2 separate regions of the Gasterosteus aculeatus genome follow, and region 1 is linked to region 2. A link is a contact called in public Hi-C data. All regions are on one chromosome and are shown on one strand. Each heading gives the region's core, a stretch centred on a gene start, on an enhancer-like site or on the middle of the called end of the contact. The rest is flanking DNA. Distances are from core to core; before and after follow the strand shown. Region 1 overlaps LOC120821887 (nuclear factor 1 B-type). Region 2 holds the start of LOC120821887 (nuclear factor 1 B-type).

Region 1 (7,331 bases), core at 2,765-5,264, 40 kb before region 2:
GGTCAGGACATTTCTACAGGCCTCTTTTTATTTTAGATTATTTAGACTGGGAAAAAAAATATCTTTTAGCAGTTTTTATCCGCACGGGACAGATGATCTCGCTGGTGTTCTAAAGTATGCGCCATAAATAAGTGTGTTGCAGAAAATCAATTACCTTTTCCATTAAAACTTCCATTTTTCTACGAATGAAAGATAATAAGTGCCAAAAATGAATTACGGTTCAAATGAAGCAGAATTTGATCTGGGTGGGATTAGTGTTATCAAGGGCAGCCTGTCCTCAGCGAATGCCGTAGACGAAAAGAACATGTGTTTAGCTAATTAGAGACACTGCAAAGGGTCAAAATCACCCAACATGTGTGGAATCATAACAAATCAGTGGACTAAGACATTTAAGTCCTGTGAACATTCAGCTTTTGTCAAGTCTGAGCAGACAATTAAATCCAGCAATCAGATGCACAGTTGTAAAAGCAGCTGGCCGCTCAAATGGGATTTGAGAATTTCGGAACCCTCACGTAATCTCGAATAGGACGTAACGCCGAAACATCTGCGCGCCTCGGCCTTGTCTGCCTTACACCGTGTCCGACAAGCCGCCCCTGTAACTCCCCGTGAATAATCCTGGAGGCTCGGCAGAAGAGGAACCAGGGTAGTCGCATAAACTGAAAGCATGCGCACAATCTCTTCAAGTTGCACAATGTTGCGCCCGTCTCATGAGCAATGCTCTGCTGTCACGGCGGCGCGGGTTTCAATTTGCCACCGGGAAAGCAAGGTGTCGGGAAAGGGAACGCGATAACAAATAGTCGACGTCCGTCGCTTCTCTGAACACACGTCAACAACTTTAACATCGTCCATCTCTCTCCTCCCCAAATAAGCTTTTTTAATTCCCCCTGGTGTTAATAGTGCAGGATCCACCCACGTGACGGGAAGCAGCATTCTTCTCTGAGGACAGAGAGCGACAAACGTGGCCGGGAATTCAGGGGGATTTCCCAGTCTGACGTTGCGAGAGGAAACAGGCTCAAGTGCATTTTTGCATCAGAGGGAGAAATACCTTAGAGAAGACTGATAGCACTGCTAAATGTGTCCATGTTTAAACAGGAAATATTTTCTGTGGTGAAGAAATTCAACTTTTATTCTGTTGTGCTAATTAAATCCTTGAGGGAATCGATTGGAGCGCCTGGAAGAAATTAACTGATCACTAGAAATGAAACACTTTACATAGCTTGAATAAAAAGTCCTTAGGGATTTAGTTTTTTCTTTTGCATTTAGACCTCTGAAAAAAAGTCTTAATTCATGCAGGAGAGAAACAATTTATTCTACTACAGGCAGAGGTTTTGTGGAACGACAACCATGTGCGAGAAATGACCGCATATGGGTTCTATATCAACCCACTTCTCATTTATTCTCTCCTTGACAGAATAATGGATTTCTTTGGAGAGTTTCTTTACGACTCCTTTTCCTTTGTCCTCGCCCCAAAGATTCTTAAGTTTACGCGGAGCAACACTCTCAGGCCTGTAGTGCCCGAATGCCACCACTGTTGCATCAGCCGATGTTCCCCTCTCAGTCTTATTATATTTTTGACAACAATTTTTTAAAGTTAAAACCAAAAGTACAACCACAGAAAGGGAGGACATTTCCTTCCACTTGGTCCGATAAAAACGTTTTTCCTACCAGTGCGGGCAGCGGAGTGTGGAGAGAAGTCAGAGGGGGGGAGTGAGAACGATCCGGATACACGGGACCAAGAGGCCTCAATTAAAAAGGGTGACGGGGCCCTGCTCTGCACCAGGAGACGACGTAATGAGACATGCAAGCTGTCCCGCCAGGATCTCGCCTTCTCTCCCAGCTCCACCTTTTTTCTTCTGCTTTTTTTTTTTCTTTCTCCAGATTAAGTAGGCCCAACGTATGAGCTCATTAGGTGAGCTTTATTTCCTAATTCCCTTCAAAGCGGTCTTGTAAAAAGTTGGCACATGATCATCAAGACGCTATACCGACGGGAGAGTCCTCTCAAGTTGAGCCAAGATGCATTGCATGATTTCCTGATCTCCCCGATCATCTGATACTTTTGCCCTGCAGGTCTGCCGGCTCTACATGGGGTTTATAAAAAGGCCTTTCTCTATATAAAACACCCACAAGGGGTTTCAGCTATCTGCATATAAAGAAAAACGATACACCCGACATTTGAACACTCAATACTTTCTCTTGTATGAATTCAGCCCTCATCAGTCATCTAAATAACCAGCGTGCCGTTACAGCGAGTCGCGAATTTCCGCTGGAACAGTTTGTTCTCAGAACGGAGACTCTGCAATGCGCGATCCAACGTTTCTTTTGTGCGAGCGACAGGTGCAAGCAAATACAGATCCACATTCAGCCTGCGGTTCAAACGGGTTCAAACATTTATATCAGCGGCGACGCCCGAGGCTATCTCCGCCATGGCATGTGTTTTCCCCACAGTTGACCCGGGTTCACGCGCAGAGAAACCAGATGCAGATCATCCACAGCAAAAGCGGCCAGCGGCGGTGCGCGGCGGCTCGTGACAAGGCCCGAGCGTCAAGGAGACTTTGGGCTGTTGGGAAGCAACGCGAGGTGTTTGCTTTGATCGGAAACTATTTGCATGCGACGAGGGTGAAACGGGTGACGCTCCGCTTCCCTCCGTTGAATCCCGTCAACATGCCGCGCGGTCGGCGCACGGGCTGCCCCCCCCATCCCTACCGACTCTGTGGAACCCGTTTGTGTGACTGTGTGAATACGTTTCAGGTGGGTGTCACGGAAAGAATACCACAATAATAAATAAAAGGTAAGCTGAAAACAGAAAAATCACCTCCTTCTCTGTCGTGCCAGTTGGCCCGACTGCTGGCTGGCGAGCTGGGTGACGAGTAGAAGTCGGGTCCTGTCGGGCTGGTGTCCATGTTCTCCTCCATGTTGACGGTTTTGGGCCTTTTGCTGCGGGGCATTGGCAAAGTTTATGGTTTAGGAGGGCCAGTCATTATCGGATTTGGGGCGGTTGCATTGTGTGCAGGTTTAGTCAAACATAGAGTGAGAGTATTGATACAACACTCTCATATCTGTACATTAAATTCATTGTATAAATACTAAAAACCCAAATTTTCCAATTTTTGCTTTGTTGCCGTGACTTCCACTGACCTGCCGGGAGGGGAGGACAGGGAGCGGTGCAGCCCCACGCTGGAGTTCAGATCATGATAGTAGGGCTGGCTGGGCATGTCGGCCATTGAGAAGTTTACCGCGGCACCGTGGGTGATGGGCACTGCCGAGCGCACACAGGGAAAACAAAGAGAGACGGTTACTCTGCAATCACTTACAAAGGAGTCCGATGTCAGCGGTGTCGTCAGACCGAGTGCCGGCGGCATTCACCACACTCTGTATCTAGAGCAGCGCCGTTAATTGCGCCGCAGCTCGGCCGACCGTTATCGACGCTTGGTGTTTAGGGGCCCTCGGTATCGAATGAAGTGCTCCCTGCTCACAGGTTGACTGTCTGACCAATCGCGGATTAACGAGTCACTGCTTTTCCAAACGCGGTGGTGGCTGCAGGGGAGAATATTTACAGTAGCTTACATTTTATATGTGCCCCTAAGCAGACGCACACTAACTGTTTAGATATACAACGGCGAGGCGACTGGGTTTTTTAAGCATCCGACAGAACAAAAAGCAGGCTATTTCTGTTCGATCATTCTTTTTCTTCTCCACAGTCGGTTATAACACTCAGCGGTTATCTCGCGTGGCAATTTTCAGTTGGAAAGGTGTTGTTTTTCCCCACTGCGGTCAAGGTAAAGGGGTATTGTTTTCAAGAGAGGCCGTGCCAGTGTTTACTGAACAAAAAGAGCCACCCATCGTCTCTCGCTCTCTCTCTCTCTCTCTCCTCCGTCTCCCTGCGGCTCGAGCGGTTGGTTGGTTTGGAGTCGATGAGAGGACGGAGTGTTTGCCGCCGTCTGTTGTGGTCTGAGGTTCACCACTGGCACGGTCCCTCCGCTCAGCCTCCGCCCTGGCAGCCCACTGCAGCCCTGGCAAAGGCCCCTAACCCGCTGCTACCCACACCGAGCTGTCTGCGGAGGAATGCATCCGGCCCGGGGACGGCGAATACAAGCCCATTGTTTATGAGTTTTTTTTTTTTTCCCCTATTCATTCATGGATGAGGATACCCCCGACCATTTCTGTCTGTGCCGGTTTCTTTTTTTGGCACTAGGCTGCCCTGCCTGTCACTTCTTTTAATGCGCCGCATTCGCCACACTGCGCTTCTTTCAGCAGATCACCTCGTCGTACTGTACGAGGGGGGGGGAACATGTGATGTTTCACCGTGCACATTTTCTGTTGTCAAAATGTCCTTACACTTGCAAGTGGAGGCTCCTGTTGTATTAATGAGTGTCCCTGTCGAAACGCCGGACCGCGAGTCGGCCTTGAACTCCGCAGCCCCCTTTGATGGACTTCAAAGAATGTCTCGACAGTCCGGAGAGCGGGGAGAGAGGCGCGATGACGGACGAGCGGCTGCTTAGATATCTTCCCGGGGAGCGACCGGCTGAGTGAGTGACAATTCCTGCGTGTTCGTCGACCTTTTTAAAATTCCAACTCGACTTCAGTTGGCTTTGGCTCGGTCACATGAGAGCAAACGCGCCAGAGCAGCGGCCATCTGGTCAGGGTGCAAATTAAACGCTAGAACAAAAACACCGCCTTTGAAAGGGTATTCAGTCTCAGTGCAGTGACATCAGAAGGTTCTGCCGTCCAGAGCGGGATATATATATATATATTTATTTATATGCGAGACAGCAGAGACAACCTGGTCCAGGTTTCCTACATGAGAAACACTTCGATTCAACAGGTGAAAGGAAACCACGGCAAGCTGTAAATATGTTGACATGTGAATAACAAAAGCAACATTTTGAGGATTTCACATGAGAAACCCTTTGTGCAGGGAATACAAGTAAGTAGCTCGACATTTCTGAGTGATCAAGAGTTATAAATCACTTTTTCTCCTATTTTTTTACTCTTTTGTTTTGAAAATTGTAAAAAGGCCCAGAACCTAAAGACCTTTTCAGATGACTTCATCACAATCAAAACCGCGATCCCTTAAAATAGTTGTCGAATAACTCTCGGAATTTCAAACTGGCTCCAACCAAAGTTACGCGCAGACAGAGGTACATTCACAGACACCACAACACGGGTTTGTTTCACATGAGCGCAGGGGTTGGGAGCCTTTGTGCAATGCGAGGCATGTTCCAGCGCTAAAGTGCAGCAGAGGGACGCCTCGCGGCGTCCTCACTTATAAGAGGACTGCTGGAGGGACAACCGTTTAACGGCTTTGCGGAGGGCAGACGTGTCCATACAGATGCACACAAGTTCACACAGACGGCCGCGCAGTCATGTGTTCTCTTGTTGCAAAACAGACCGGACAAACTGGATTTGCCAAACTGCAGTTGTGCGGTGGCGTTCGGTAAATACGCAGAGGTTGAGAAGGGTTAACATGCAAATAAGGCCCAGCACCGCTGTGTGTCGGAGCGCAACGAAGACAGCTCCATGGATGCAACCTGGTTGGAGCTCTTCTCGGGGCCGCCAGGGCGCGTGGAGACAGATTGATTGACTTCTCCGTGACTCATATTGACTTGGTCGCACCTGTTAGGACAGGGGGAACTTACACCTTCCGCATTCCTGCGGTCACATGGACTTTGTGCCGATGTGATTCCGGGTGAAGCGCCGCCCATCGTCAACATGAGCGGCGGTGTAATGAGTGGCGGAGTGAAGGAATACCTAAAAGCACCTGTGTGTGTGTGTGTGTGTGTGTGTGCAGGTTAGTTAATGGGGCTACGGCATGTACTTACTTCTGGACACTCGCACCAGTTCTGTAACACTGAAGACTCCTGATTTGATGAAGCTGTCTTCCAAGTAAACTGCAGACAAGGGGACATACAGAAAATCAATGTTACCGTCATGCTTAGTATTCATTAAAGACTTTAATAGCAATTGTAAAATACGAGCGTTAAAGTTCCTTAAATGTGAAATGAACGGCAACATTGAGTTCAGCAGGTCGTCCAACACTTCAAGCATTCTGCTTCATGTTGGATGAAGACTGATAATAATCCGGTAGGTTGAGACAAGTGTAGACAAATACGAGGACACAATATCCCACAGTACTCCAAAGAAATGTTAAAAAGGGGGATTCTAAGTTGTGTTTATGTTTCGCTCTTTCCGTGAGATTTGATGTGGATCGCTGACTGGAGAACGACTGCAAGACAAATACAGTTACTGTTTATTGTGCCGGTTGAGTTGAAGTGTTTGAACAAACAACAGGAAGTCATTGTGTGCGGCGCAGTAAAGAGTGACAGGACAGGTGTGCGAGGAGCAGGAGGAGGAGGGAGTGACACGTAGGCTTAAACTCGTGCTGCTGAGAGTACGACGAATGGGCCCACGCTGGTTCGATTAACCACACCGGAATCCGCCAGGAAACATCCACCACAAAGTAACTGCATCGTTTATAAAAATAGATTTCATTCAACGTCAAAATGTTTTCCTCCCCTTTTTCTGAAAAGAAAATGATTTGAGACCAAATAACCGTAGTGTTCTGTATGACCGCACCAATCAACGGCTACGGGTGAAACAAATGAAATACCCAGACAAGTTACTGACACCCAACTGGCCCGGGCCTCGGCTTTGATGCAACGCCAAGGGCCCCGTGTCCGTGTGCCAGGGAGATGGGTGGACGGAGCGATTGGCGCCTACAAAGCCTCGTGCCTCCAGCGAGCCGACGGATTTTGCAGGGGACCGTGCCGAGGCCGAGGGCCTCAGAGGGCGGAGTCATTGGCTCGCCAGCCACGTTTGCTTTGGCAGAAGAATCGGCAGAACCAGCAGAACATCTCGGGCTATTTTCATTCCAGCGACGTGACGGAGTAGCGCGGGTCAGTCCAAAGGTGCAATCAGTAATGCGTTCACAGATCTTCAGTCTCTCTGTGTGTGTTTCTTAGGAGGGGAGGGGGGGGGGGGGGGGTGTTAACCTAGTGTTAACCAGGATGATGACGACTCAAATTGAATGATCAAATTCAATCTCGTTACTCCACATGCAAAGCCAAAAAACTACGGGCTCATTTGCAAGTGTGTGTCAACCGATGGTTCCTTTCATGCAGTTGACAAAAATCATACAGGGCTGGAGGGCAGGGCTTGTTGTTGCTCCAAAAGGCAGTACAGTACGGTTTTGTTCAGGGAGGGGGTGAGGGGGGGGGGGGATGTTGCCGACAGTAAGGGATTCGCTATTCTGACTGCGCGTCACGGAGGATCAACTTTATTGAGAGCAGGTAAGCTCCGGGTGCACACGGGGCGGCTGTACACAGGGCAAGCTG
Region 2 (7,163 bases), core at 2,002-4,501:
CTGCACTTTTGAGCCAATAAAACTCTGCTCCATAACAGCAATGTCAAATTAGAATCATTTATTAAACAGCATGAATAAATATTTAATTCTCCACAGATGGCTTTGAAATGTATTATATTTACTATGGATGCTACATACTTATCCGTAGTCATTTAGAGATATAAACAAATGAATTGAGAAGCGCTTTAAATGTCATCTCACTATTAATGCTGCCAATTAAATTGACAAAATTAAGTAAATCTGCTCGGCAGCGAGCAAGTGTATCTTAAGTTCTTTTCACTCCTGGTTTCCTGTTCGAAAACACTTTAAATATTGTGTTAATTTTCTTCAGCCAGTCCAAAAGCCAAATGCTGTAAAGACAAATGACTTGGCCGGGCCTCCGCAGTGCACTTCTGCTGGGGCCATAAAAGCACAATCCTCTTAAGCACAAACTAAACCGCATCTCAGTCAATCACTTACTTATGCCAAGTAAAATATAAACAGTAAAACTGAGTCAGCCAAAACAGTCAGCTCCTCTGTCCCTCCGCTGAATCAACCTTATCATGCGTTTGATCTTCCTTCAGTGGCCTTTATCTTCTTCCAACTTCCACTTCCCCAAAGTATAGGGGATTTTACGATAAATAAAAATATACACGTGGAAATACAAATCATAAAGCGCGGCTTGTGTGAGAGGTTATTGGGGGACCCGAATGAACTAATTAAACCCGAGAGAAAATATGCTTACCTGCGCCAGGGACATTAAAATGACAGTCGTGGAATGCTTTCAGAAAATTATTCTTTACGCATAACTTTAAAGGACGCAAAGATCGGAAATGTATCGGCGGCTTTTAAACAACCGAGCGGACTAATTAATGGCATTAAAAAATAAAAAAAACATTCATTGGAATTTGAAATCCCGAAAGTAAAAGTCAAGTCAATCGTGGCACAAACACGTGCGTTTAGGATAAAATCCCAAATCTGCGATCAGTTCGAACGCGACACTTCCCCTTTACAGAACTCTTATTTATAATGAAAGTAAATACCCGACGCGAGCAAAAAAAACAAAAAAAACAGGGAAACTTCCAAATCCCTGGTCACCGTCAGATACATTTGCAAACCACAGCAATCGAATGCATATTTTTTTTTTAAAAGACACACAAATACCTGAGTGAGACAAATTGGAGAATACATGACGAGACGGCAACACCAGACGTGAGTGTACTTGGACTGATTCCTCTGATCACTTTATCGCGCCATTCCTGGACCGACGTGCACCGTGCAAGACCGTGGAGCAGCTCTCCGCGTAAAACGAGCAGCGGTTATCCAAGAACATCCGTTAATTTGTGCGATCCAAAGATTGTCTTCTCGAGGGGGGGGGGGGAGAAAAATTCTATGCAGGAGATGTTTTTAAAGTTGACATGCAGGTTTAAAAAAAAAATTTAAAAAAAATGGATAAGAAGCGCTGGCAAGTTGAACTCGTGTAACCGGTGCGCGCGGGTCCGCTGCGTACTCCTCGAGCTACGACGCGGTGTCTGTCTGCGCGTCTCGGTGCCGCGATGTGTCGTTCATAAAAGCACTGTGGGAAGCTTCAGAGGGCACTCACACGAGTGTGTGACGTTCACCCCTTTTGCTTTAACCACACTTGATGTGAAATCGACCGGTGCGCCTTCGCTCCTGCGCAATTCCAGCAAATCAGACTCAACTTTTTTTCACCCACGTAATTACACACACTCCTCCTCCTCACCCTCCTCCTCCTCCTCTTCTTCTCCTCCGCCTCCCAACACACAGCCCCTATATCCACAATCCAGCAGCTTTTTTCCTCTATTTGGATAGACACCATACATTATAATTCCCCTCCTCAGTGCAGTAGATTGTATTTCTTAGATGTGCGCTTCTGGGTTACATAAAACAAAACAGGGACATTTCTGCCCTAAACCCCTGAGCTCCGTGTCCACCACGTTGGATCACTCCTTCTCCACATGATAATTCTGTGTGTGTGGTTTACAGTAAAAAAAAAAAAAAAAAAAAAAGATACTAAGCTACTGTCTTTTTTATACTTTGTATCGCTGTAGAAAAGACACCAATGCACTCGCTTTAAAATGTCCTGAGAAGTCGCAGAAATAAATCGCGATAAGTTAAATATGCGATCGTTTTAATGCATTGTCTTTTAAAGACATTATACATTTTATGGGTCCTGCTAATGTAGAAGCCCGCAATCCCACACGGACGGCAGAATATATATATAAATATATATATATTTTTTTTTTAAATAAGAGAAATAGAAAAGACCTGGCTTCCAACTTTGTCACGTTACAATTAGTGCATGCAGGGGGACGTTGTTTAAAGATTGACTTTTAAAATGGCCGTGCGCGTCTCGTCGCCCCGCAGTGAACGCAACACCCGAACACCTGACGGCTCTTAAAACACGCACAGCGGCGAGCGAGTTGCGCGTATCGTAACGCCGCAAAGAGAACGCGGGAGAGACTGGAAGTTAAACATTGTCACTTTACTGCTGCACCGTGTGCGCGGGCGCGCGCACGTGCACGCGCGTCCCACGGAGCTGTCAGCGATCCACGTAGAGCTTCATCTTGCCAGATTAAGGGGGAACGGGACGGTAAACTGCAGCGTGCAGGAGAATCCGTGCCAACTTTAGTCCCCTTACGATTTGGCCCGACCGTGCAAGAGTGTGGTGGTGCGCGTGGAGTCGACCCCCCCAATCGTTTCATGGACAGGACAGTTTTACAGAAAATAGACATAACAATGATTGTATCACAAATATCATCATCACCGGTTTCGCAACATTTGAAAGCAATAAGAGCGCGTGATCACGTACCATTGCACTGTACTGCATGGGTTAATGGGGAATCCTGGAGCCCGGGCTGAAACACACACACGCGCCCGGTAGCTTCACATTTCTCACGTTCAACTTTGTGCTTTGGAGGAGTTTTTTTCTCTTGCAGTGCTCGCAAAAAAAAAAAAAAAAAGTCAATACCGGAAGACGAGCCTTTGCAGCGGTTTACAGAAGTTGGGAGAACCTCGCGGTTTTTGTCTCTTTTTTTTGTTTGTTTTTTTAAGTCTTGTTTTTCTTCCTCTTCGAGTCCTACTTTTTTGGATCGGTTTTTTTGGGGGGGGTTGTTCAGTGAAGTTGAACGTGATCCAGGAGAGGCTGAGTTCTCGTTCTCGGGGCTGGTCTCCGCCTTCACTTTCTCCGTCTGGCTGGCTGCCGCCCCTCCGGCTCGGTCACGCCGGACCGTCAAGCTGGACGTCGGTTTAACCAGAGGACTTCCGGTCGGACGTTTTCCAAATAAAATAACGTCTCTTCCCTTGCAAACCCATCGACGTGAATCACGAATAGAATGCCGATTAATGTGAATGTGGTTTGTAATGGATGAAAGGAACATTTATCACTTATTTCCGATGCAGCCCGTGTGGATGAATGTTTTCACAAAGTAAGAGGAACTTCAATTTCATGGATTTAGACCGTTATAAATAAAAACTATGTTTTTGTGTAGGCCTATGTCTTCATCTAAATACAACCCCATTACATGGAGTTATGTAGCTAGATGGAAATTAATAATATCCATTCACCAATTATAAACAATTTGCGTAATAATCGGCCAGACTATCTTTTTTTAATCCCAACATGAGAAAATCTACCTCTTAATTTGAAAGCAAACACTCAACCTTTCCCCGGTACCAACCAGCGGTTTCTGCAAAGCTTGACACAGCTCTGTTTCGTAAGTCTTTTGCATTCTTGCCCCTCATTGGCCAGTACCAGTGGACCCCGGACTCTCTGCCCTGGGCCCCTCACTTCCGCTCCTGTGACGGGCCGATCGGGGCCTGACAGAGCCGCTGTTGGACCCCACGGCCCGGAATAGCTGGGTGGTCAAAGACTACGGGTGGAAATCACTGCAGTTATTACTGCAACACCTAAATTGGATTATCATGGTTGTCATTTGTTGTCGGGACTATTTTGCATAGTGACAGTGTTAAAAACTAGATAATGTCCACACACATGTAGACGTTTCCAATAAACGTTTTATAAGACAAGCTGCAAAACATGTTAAGACCAAATGGTACTGGGATAACACGTTTTCATGGTAATTATTTTGATATACCATGATTGCTATCACAGGATTATGTTAATTGTACACTTTCCACTATCATTAAAATGTAATTCCATCAAAAATGAACAACGAAAATACTGTTGAAAGCACTGATTCTAGAAGGCTATTGTTCTACATTAGGGTATATTACATGTTATAATCTCATACATTAGATAAAATGTCAGCAGCGATGACGGTTATAGTCGGTGTTGTGACAATAAGTAAAAGCCTGTGGTATAAAGCATTGTATCGGTGCAATGGTGCCAGTGCAGTTGACTGATTTAAAAAAGGAGTACAAGGACAATAGATTTCCCTGCTCTCTCGTCACTCTTATCATGACATTAACAGAGTACTCGCTCCATCTAAAAAGGCCCGCGCCGTCAAGTGGGTCCAGTATCTACACCACACACCTCGTCATCCGTTTTGATTCACTTCCAAAAACAATTAGGCTGAGAGCAATCAGTCGCGGAACAAATGGCTGTAAACGGTCAATCAATAATCATTTCCAGGCTAAATCCAGACTGATGTTGCTGGGGTGTCTTTGAAAACCCTCTTTTAACCTCCCACAAAACGGACACGTCTAGCAGAACTAATACATTTCAGTACTTAGCCATTCCCCAGTACTCATGCAAGAATGTTTAATTTTTTTGAATTTAAAGATAAAATATTATTATTGTCACACACACACACGCACACGCACACACACACACACACACACACACACACACACACACACACACACACACACACACACACACACACACACTAATTTTGTCCTCTCTTTGCCTCCATTTACCAAACATTATCATGCCAGTCTGCTGGTGCACGAGCCTTCCCTCCTCCAGAACCCACCCCTCTGAATGAGGATGTACTGCCCCCATGTGGTCACAAGCGTGCACGCGGGTTTCTTGTGGGGGTGCACGGGGAGAATCAAACCTGAGGTGCTCTTTATTGTTTTGTAGCTCTAATCTGAAAAGCTTTTTGAAAACATGAAATGGACACAACGCTAAAGAGTCATGAAATGTTTGTTTGTGTTTCTCTTCATTGCAGAACTTTCGGATGAAAAATACACTAAATTGTCAGTCAGTCCATATTATACAATATGTTGAAAAATAAACTGGAAAATATAAAACAAAACAAAATATTGATAACGGCAGGAAATGATCAATAACATTAAAAATTTGATTAACAAAGGCTTCTTTCTCTTTGGACTTTTAATTTACTGAAGTCTCGTCAGAGAATAACAAATATGATCTGGGTTCTCAAACTTGTTTTATCCAAAATAGGCTGTGATGTGATAACCATACGTGCACTATACCAGGCTACTATTATGGCTTCTATTCCATTAGTGATGTTCTAACAACAGGTTTATGTGAATAACGATCATTTTGTTCGTTTGGGTTCAAATTGCATGATCACACAGTGATGACATTTCCTTTCAATTACATCATTTCCTTTGGGCACTTCACAACAGCTGCTAAGACAGCAGGTCTGCTAGTCTCCGCTAAATCCTTCAAAACGTTGATCTTAATATGAACTTTGAATTAAATGCTATTTCTGAACCGATTCAATATGTTGGTATCTTGAGTAGCTGAGGCCAATAAAAGCTCGCCTGTATCTGTGCAAGTAAATAAATATTCAGAAAGAAATGTCAGCCTGCGTTGCCTCTGCTGCATGGGAAAGGCGCGGGCTGGAGAAAGGGCTCTTTGTCTGACACTGTCAAATTAACACTGCAGAGGTTGGACAGACGGCTGCGCTTTGAGAATCGCTCTAACACTGAAAGAGAGGCAGAAAAGTTCTTATTTATTTTGGCAAATAAAAAATGTTTTTTTCCTTTCCATTTTGTTCCTCATGGCCTTCAAATCTGTTGCAGTACCACTGGGTCCAGAGGACTAAAATGCTTCTTGCGTTCGGGACTACAATTATTCCGATATTAATGTGACCGAACTGCTTAACTTACCAGCTTATGTAACATCTCTTTTAAATGCGACATGTGAAGTAAAGCGAAATAGTTCATATTAAAATAGCCTTCTTCACAATATCCCTCACAAATAGAACTTTAGACCTGAGCACAGTCACACAAAGAACTCCTAAAAGAAAAACAAGATGATGTCCATTAAATTCCCACAGGGCAATCAGCAGAATTTGATATTTACTAAACGTGGACATTTACAGACCGTTTATTTTACCCAGACAGATGTCAGAGGTCAGCGTGACATTTTGGAAAGGTCACATGAAATGAAGTCCATTTTGCTTCGGAGCGACGTTTTTCACCCCATGTAATCAAAGAGGAATAAGTCAAGAGAAAAGAGTTCCTGCTTACCATCCACCACGTCCTCGCTGACGCGTCATAACAAAGCTGCCATTTAACGGACGTCTCTGTCGGCTTCCCAGCCATCGCCGTGCTCCCGGCTGTCATCGCACGCATCCCCGGGGCGGACAGGACACCTAATCAGAGGGGCATCAGTGGCGGCATGCTGTGCCTCATGTAGGCCAGGCCTTGTGGACGTTGCATCATGGGAAAAAAGGAAGAAAAAAAAAAAAATTCAGCGACACTCTTGACCAGTGACTTGAACCTGACTGTGGTAATTAAAAGAGCCTCGACCCCCTGCGACCCTCACCATCCCCCCTCCTACACCGACCTCCCCCCTCCAACCACGGCTGGGAAGCAGCTTGATATCACCGCGTGGCACCGAGCCAAAGGTTGCTTGAACTTCTGCAGGCAAAAAAAAAAAAAAAACCTCGTGGGGATTTTGTTCAAGCGTTTTCCGAACGCCTCTGAAAGAAAAACAACGTTTGTTCCCATTCAAAGGCGGTCCAGTCTATTACCTAAAAGAAGCAGGCCCAAGTAACAGCCGAGAGACCCGCTCCGCTCATTCAGCCGGCGTTTCCTCGGGCAAACTGCACTTTGATCCGTGAATTAAGACGTTTAAATGTAAATGTGTAAATGTTATCTGAAAGGCAGCAGAAAAGACCTTTTCACTCGGGCCCACATTCCAATCCGCCTCGCTGGGGGCCGCTTCGCCGGCGGCTGGATTTCCCCACAGGGACGGTGGGCGGACTTAGCAACAGTAACTT

Evidence for each region. Hi-C and Micro-C count contacts between places; a contact is called where the count stands out from the background.
Region 1: a contact with region 2 is called in a Hi-C map of skeletal muscle, with 8 times the contacts expected there. The contact joins the enhancer-like site here to the promoter of LOC120821887 in region 2. A contact is called at or near these places in 4 of 6 Hi-C or Micro-C datasets (skeletal muscle, tail fin and whole body).

Annotation. Positions count from the first base shown.
Region 1 is chr7:8,129,849-8,137,179 of fGasAcu3.hap1.1, reverse strand. It overlaps LOC120821887 (nuclear factor 1 B-type), which reads right to left. Exons shown (of 11, transcript XM_078106388.1): 4 at 5,820-5,888; 5 at 3,136-3,256; 6 at 2,813-2,934. Among protein-coding and RNA genes, the nearest start is that of LOC120821887, 40 kb to the right of the region's middle. Within about 2 kb of position 4,014, at least 2 of the 9 cell types and tissues checked have open chromatin away from gene starts, as enhancers often do.
Region 2 is chr7:8,089,485-8,096,647 of fGasAcu3.hap1.1, reverse strand. LOC120821887 (nuclear factor 1 B-type) reads right to left here and starts at 3,251. Exons shown (of 11, transcript XM_078106388.1): 1 at 2,813-3,251. The coding sequence starts at 2,830. It overlaps LOC120821888 (a long non-coding RNA gene), which reads right to left and starts at 6,964. Exons shown (of 3, transcript XR_005712600.2): 1 at 6,915-6,964; 2 at 6,728-6,801; 3 at 6,558-6,584.